Regions from separate parts of the Capsicum annuum genome. Here region 1 is linked to region 2. A link is a contact called in public Hi-C data. All regions are on one chromosome and are shown on one strand. The core of a region is the stretch at or near the end of the contact, and the rest is flanking DNA. Distances in the headings are between cores, read along the strand shown. Region 1 holds the start of LOC107854903 (CST complex subunit STN1). Region 2 holds the start of LOC107854920.

Evidence for each region. A called contact is a pair of places that touch in the nucleus more often than the background predicts.
Region 1: a Hi-C map of bud shows a contact between it and region 2, with 2.5 times the contacts expected there. The contact joins the promoter of LOC107854903 here to the promoter of LOC107854920 in region 2. A contact is called at or near these places in 2 of 5 Hi-C or Micro-C datasets (bud and leaf).

Annotation. Positions count from the first base shown.
Region 1 is chr1:151,141,760-151,145,292 of UCD10Xv1.1, reverse strand. It overlaps LOC107854903 (CST complex subunit STN1), which reads left to right and starts at 1,858. Exons shown (of 1, transcript XM_016699900.2): 1 at 1,858-2,718. The coding sequence starts at 2,099. The coding sequence ends at 2,593.
Region 2 is chr1:150,814,833-150,818,800 of UCD10Xv1.1, reverse strand. It overlaps LOC107854920, which reads right to left and starts at 2,588. Exons shown (of 2, transcript XM_016699916.2): 1 at 2,319-2,588; 2 at 1-2,213. The coding sequence starts at 2,588. The coding sequence ends at 1,776.

The DNA.
Region 1 (3,533 bases), core at 609-3,108, 330 kb before region 2:
AATCTTGAATTGAAAGGCTTGAATTCTTGATCTATAGGGAGGAGCTAGGGTTATGTTTTTGAGAGGATTTGAGATGTTTAATTGATGAAATAGGGGAAAAATATTGCCCCTTGAGGATTATCAGGCGTGGACTGGGAGTTATAAGGTAAGAAAAGACTAAAAAGCTCTTAAAACCGCGGAACCAACTGCTGTAAACTAGGGGTGGACTGGAGCGTGCGTTGCACGCTAATCGCGCGACCTCACTACCTCCCTCACTAAAATGGCTATAACTTTTCACTCGGGTATCGGATTAAGGCGAAATTGGTACCGTTGGAAAGCCGACTCAATTATATACAATTTGGTGGGTCTTGAGCTTCAAAATTCTACTTGTATCAAAAGTTATACACGTTCAAAGTAGATCCTTGTAAAAGCGAATTCAAAGATTTAGCCAAATCAAAGGTTCTTAGCTCAATTTGCTCTAAGTGATTCCTATGAATATTTTTCGCCTCAAAAACATTTCAAACACGAAGATATAGATCATGACACTTGTTCTTACTTAGAAATAATTTCTATTAGAGCTTACACATGTAGAAACAACAATTCGATTTCAAATTTGAAAATGGGGGGAGTTACATTAAGGTTGTCTAGTATGTCTTCAGTCCATAATTAAGAAAATGTAATCAATGCAATTTGTCCATTTGACATCATCCCTAGCTCCTAGAATGACAATGTTATGTTAACTGACTAGCTGACTAGACCAATCAGTAGATTCATAATTTGGGTTTTGGGGTATAATGGTATATATTAGCTCGGCAAATCTCCAACTTCTGCACCAAATTTGGATGTGTCAAATTATGTACTCCCTCCGTTTAATTTCATGTTAACCTATTTGACTAGACATAATGATCACGAAAGAAAGATCATTGAAATTAAATCTTACTTTTGAATATACCATTAGTCCACATGACATTGTGACTTTCAGATTTATAGTCTTAAACATGTCTATGTCATGATGCTAATAATAAAATCATACCGTCAATAATCAATAATGTAAAAGGAGAAGTTCAAAGTTAGTCCTTTTCAAATATCAAATTTATAAAAAGATAAAATATAAAAAATAATTTGGCATAATATGGAACATAATGGAATAGGAAAGCTAGGGTAAAAAGTAGAAGGGAAATTTAGTTAAAAATACCCCTCTACTTTGATAATTTGGTTAAATTTGTCCCTCGTTATATTATTGGCCAAATACTAAGTTGCGGAAACTTTTCATTTTCGATGTCGCAACCGTGTCATATTCTCTAAAAATATACTAGTTTTGGCGAATTCGATACGCACCCGTTGATTTTTTAGAGAGTCTGTGCAACATAGGCCAAATATATCCTTAATGTTATACTATAGGGCTAAATATACCCCTCTCATTAGCAAGATTATCAAAAATATCCCTCTTTTTAACACTTTTCTATCATGGCAAAATGAGAGCCATGTGGATGAGAGTTTAAGGTTAGTGAAATGTTAAAAAATTTGCTACCGCCATAAATATTTTACTACTAGTGATAGTGATTAGACTTTTTTTTGGATGCAAAATATTCACATATTTTGTTTGTTTTAAAAAATAATAAATAAATAATTAAGTAATAAAATTTGAAGCAAAAAATATAAAATGAAGAAGGAAAAATCAAATGCTGAGGTAACATGCAACCTGACATTCACCTCATTCAAATATACGTCACGTGACTTACATTTTATTATGATAAAAAAATATTAAAAAGAAAAGTATTTTTAATAACTTTACCAATGACAAAAGTTGATTTAGTTCGATAATATAACAAGAAAGTATATTGGATTCAATAGTATAATGCAGTACCAACTTAGTCAATTTATCAAAGAGTTTAAGTTATATTCATTGTTAGTGCACAAAATATACTACACTAGCAGTAAAAATTTTTTTTTTCCAAAGTAAAAATCTTCGTGACTCTTCTTCTTCACCTTGATCTAGGCATCTTGCTCCATCTCCTGCCCCACCCCCCACATAAAAGAAGAAAAGGGATCTTTCTCCTCGCACTTGACACACTAGAAAGAACAGATCAGTCGAAATTCTTTGATAAACACTCCCATTATGGATGCTCCAAACCTTGTCAACATACACGTAAAGCTCTTAGCCTTCGATTTTCTCACTCTCAAACCAATCCCCCTCGATCCCACTTCCTTTTCTCGCAAGGGCAAGCGCCTCTCCCGTGCAGAAACAGTAGGTATTGTAGTAACCAGAGACTTCAAACCCAGCAGATTCCTCAAATTCGACATCGACGATGGCACCGGTTGCATCCCTTGTATCCTATGGCTTAACCAAGAAACTTCGCCCCACTTCTCCCGTCGTTGCCCATCAGATGTTCGATTAATTTCCCAAATGGCCGCTGATTTTTCGGCCCAAGTTCAGCTTGGTGTTATTGCTCGTGTTCGTGGCAAGATTACTAGTTACAGAGGGAGCATTCAGATTACTGTTTCCGATGTTGTTATAGAGAGGGATCCTAATTCTCAGATTCTGCATTGGCTACATTGTTTAAGGTTGGCTCGCAATTGTTATGACAAAGTTGTTGTTCCTCCTACAGCCTGAGTGACTGATCCTTTTGATAGTCAATAATCAACTAAACTACTAAAATTTTCGTTCCTTGTATTTTCTTGAACATTAACTGTTGTGTAAATTGTTCAGAATATTAGAAACATTCTCCATGAAGTTAAGTTGCATTGGACATAAACTTTACTTATCCATATTATATGCCCATAAGAGACAGATGTTCACTTATGAATTGAATGGCAAGAAAAAATCTATGGTATTTAATTTACTGATCTCGTCTAATTTTTTAATAATCATTGATGAAAAATGATACGATCCGAACCGAGGCCGTGGCCGCAACGAGCATCCCGAGCTATGAAAGCACGAGATCCCTCTCTAACTGACAATCATACACATAATTCATATATTATCAAAATGCGGAAAAGAAACCGGAAACATGGTCATCTTATCATTTCATTTAAACAATACAGACATAAGTTCATAAAGACCCAAAACCATCTAACATAAGTCTGCGAAATTTCTACTAAACTGAAAATAGCATATGTTCTGAAACCAGGACAAGGCCCCCAGTCGAACCATGAGCTAAAACCAAATGAAACATCACATGAACAAGGCCTTCCGAAATAAGGAAGGCTTACCAACTTCAAACTTCTGACACTGATCTATTGCTTAGCGGGACTCCGGATCTGAGCCTCAAATCTTGAAATATAGGGGATCAATACAAAATGTATTGGTACTCAGAATAATAAAAAAATTACTTTTATACAACATAGGTGAGAGCATTTCATAAAACATGTCGACATAAAACATTTGAAACCATATGGGCATAACTTGATGAGCTTCAAAACATTTCTTTCAATTATGGTACAATTCGCTTTTGCATTACTGAGTTAGATGGTACACCCTACAAGTTCATACTTCCACGAGCTATATGAAATCCGCCCTTGACTTGGCGGCCAAGCCCCTAATCCAGGTTTAC
Region 2 (3,968 bases), core at 1,339-3,838:
ATTTCCTGTTAATATCACATCATCTACATATACAGCAACAAAAACTGTAACAGATCCATGCTTCTGGAAAACAGTGAATAATCACTACTTAAATGTGAATATCCCCTTGAACATAATGCTTTTGTTAATTTCTCATACCATTGTCTACTAGCTCATTTTAGTCCATACAACGACTTGTTTAACTTGCACACAAGTATTTTATCATCCACCTGCAGACCCATGTATAGTTCTTCATTCAAATTTCCATGTAAAAATGCATTGTTTACATCTAACTGAAACAGATCCCAACCTTTCTTGATAGCTGGACTGATTATTCTTCTAACTGTAGTCATCTTAACTACTAGAGAAAAGGTTTCAGTATAGTCAATACTAGCTTGTTGAGTGTACCCCTTTACCACAAGTCTTGCCTTGAGTCTTTTCACTGTCCTATATACCTTGTGTTTGATTTTGTAGACACATTTACAACCTATAGTTCTCTTTCCTGCAGGGATATGAACTAAACTACAAGTATTGTTAGCATATACTGCCTCAAATTTAAGTGTCATAGCTGTTTGCCAGGCAAGGCTTGAGACTGTCTCTTCATAAGAGTTCACTTCACATTCATGAGTGATGATTTTCACTAATTGCTGACTATCAGGATCAAAATTAGTGAGTGAAAAGTATTGACCAGTGGTACTATTTGTTTGTGATGCTTGTGGTTGAAGGTTTGGTAATGTATATCTGTATTCACTAAGATAAGGTGGTACCGAGTGTATCCTACTGGTTCGTTTGAGTGCAAAAGTTGGATATAAATCTTGTAAGGTAGGACTGTCAGGTTAAGATAGTTTAGTGTCCTATTCAGGTGATGAAGTGGTAACATCATGAGATAAATGATTGAGATCACTAGTGGCAGTATGTGGCGTAGAATGCTCAGATGAGTTAGAATCAGTAGTGGAATCTATATAGAAACTAGGGTGGTTTGTTCAACACATCATTATCCAAGTTATTTCTTGTGAAATAAAATTGTGGATTAGAATTAAGGTGCCTCAACACAGAAGGAAAACTAGCATCAGGCTATGAAAGAGCAAAGGGAAATACAGACTCATAAAATAGTACATCTCTTAAAATGTGCACTTGTTTAGTATGTAGATTAAGGACTTTGTAACCTTTTGTGTTGAAGGGGTATCCAATAAACACATGGGGGGTGGACCGAGGTTTAAATTTCTCTTTATGACTTTTGAGTGTACTGGGAAAACACAAACGTCCAAAGGATCTTAAATGTGAATAAGTAGGTTGCCTGGAATATAGGACGTCAAAGGGTGTTTTATTTTGAATAGTTGTGGATGGTAGTCTGTTTATTAGGTAAGTCGCTGTGAGAATACACTTCTCCTAATATCTTATTGGAAGCTTGGACTGATATAGTAATGCCCTGGCAGTTTCAAGTAAATACTTGTGCTTTCTCTATACTACACCATTTTATTGTAGTGTGTATGGACAAGTCTTTTGATGTATTATCCCTTTGGTTTCAAGAAAAGGTATGGTTTATTTATTGACAAATTCCAGCCCATTGTTAGTTATAATGTCCTTAATGTGGGTTTGAAACTAGCTTTCTATCAGTGTTATGAAGGTTTTTATTGTTGCCAAAGTATTACTCTTGCAACTGAGTAATTGTATCCAAATTGCTCTACCGTGGTCATCAATTATGGTGATGAAGTACTTATAGTTTTCATAAGTCGGTGTGTGATAGTGACCCCACAAGTCTATGTGGAGAAGGGCAAAAGGTTGTGATGAGATACTTATGGTCTAGGATGGAAAGAGCAATCTTGTTTGCCTAGCCATGGGGCAAATTGTGCAGGTGAAAGGTTGTTTAGGTGAGAATGCAACTGGGATGGTACATGTCCTAACTTATTATGCCACAGGTGATCTACATTAGAATCATGAGATATGTATGATGAACCAGAATCAACAGAATTGAAATGATTAACAGAACACTGTGAAATCTCATTGTTAGAACAAGCTTTTTTATTACTCAGAATTACCAAATTTACAGATGAAGTAGGTGAATAGAGAGCTTGTTTATATAGAACATGCAGCAAAAGAAAATCAGGAGGAGTGAAAATAGAACCAGCAGAAATTGGTGATGAAAAACAAGGACCATGGTGGCACTTTGAGCATAGAAAATAGAGTCCATTCCTTGCTCTACCAATCACCAGAGGGCTTTTCAGTGAAGGGCCCTGCATGAAACATGAGACGTTATTGAAACTAACTACACCACTGAGGTGTGAAGTGAGATAATGCACTGAAATCAAATTGAATTTAAAACTAAGCACGAATAATACCTTGTACAAAGTCGGTGTTGAACTTAAACAAGCATCCCCAATTTCAGTTACCTTTACTCTATAGCCATTTGGTAGTGTAACTAGAAAGGGAAAGGGTAGAGACCTAATATTCTTAAGCAATTTCTTGTTAAAGTTCATATGGTTTGAGGCCTCGGAATCTACGATCCATGATTTAGTAGTTAAGTTCAAACAACCACATAACAGGTTACCAATCTCATTTATAGAGGAGTGACAAGCCAAAATACCTGCAAAGTTCACAGCTCCGCTCATGATGGTATCCAGAGTCTCCTTAGAAGTTTCAGATATCCCCTGCACTTAGGCGTTTGACAGTAATTTCACAAGATGACCATACTATTCCTTAGTGATGCTATGAGCTTCTTGACTAGTACTGCAAAATTTCATTGCAGACCCATCGTCTATCACCTCTCCATAACCACCATGAACAGTTGCTGCTGCAGCTGAATTTTTTACCTTTGTGAACTTAAAATTTGGGGGCAAACCATGGAGTTTGTAACATTTTGCCTCTGTGTGTCCACTCTTCTTACAGTAATCACAGAGTAGATTTGCTCTATTGACATCTTGAAAGGGGTAGGTAGCTTTGTAAGTGTTTTTGTAGGGAGGCGGAGTAGAATGACCTTTATATACATTGAGACCACTGGTGTGTTTGTTGTGAGAGTAATTAGTTCTAAAGGCATTTTTTCCAGAGGTTACACTAAGAGAAGTAGATCCTAAAATCAAGCGAGAAGTAGTTGGTCTGACTTCGCGCTGCTTTTCCTCTTGGACCAATATAGAGAAGGCTTTTTCCATAGCGGGCAACGGATTCATCATCAAAATACTACCTCTTACAATAGTATAAACTTCGTTTAGCCCCATCAGAAATTGAATAAGCTTCCTGTCTTGCTCAGCCTTATGCATTTTTGTTTTTCCCACACAATCACATGAACAGGTGCACTGTGAGTTGGTGTCTAGAGAGTTGAGTTCTTCCCAAAGTTGCCTAATCTTTGTGTAATAACCAGTGATATCCAGATTTCCCTGCGGGAGCTCGCTAATTTCCTATTGAAGTTGAGATAGTTTTACATCATTTGCTTGGTCGAATTGGTCCTCCATCTCCTTCCACAATGCCTGGGCATTGTTGACATATTGTAAACTATCTCCTAAGTCTTTGGATAGGGAATTCAGAATCCATGAGGTAACCATATCGTCATATTGTTCCCATTGTGTAATCGACTGTGAATTTGATGTTGGCTTGGCAATTGTTCCATTGATAAAGCCAATTTTGTTTTTCACAGAAAGAGCTCTAAGAACACCGCGTCTCTATGACCGATAACCAGTTCCATCAAAAATCTCCGAAATTAGGGCAGATCCGATGTTCGCCGATGGATACATGTACAAAGGGTTATTTGAATCGAGGGTTGGTGAAGAGGAATTTTGAGTTGTCGTTGAAGTAGAAGTCATGAATAAGGTAGATGACACAAAATACACAAGGTAATTTTGCCAATTTGAGAGAATTAGAGAAAAAGTTGAGATGAAATTGGGGATTTTTCCAATTGAGATAAAATTGGGGATTTTCCAAATTGAGAGGAACGGAGGAAAATTGAGGTGAGCAAGGAATCAAACGAAGATGAAGATCGATGAGAGTTGCTGCAATTT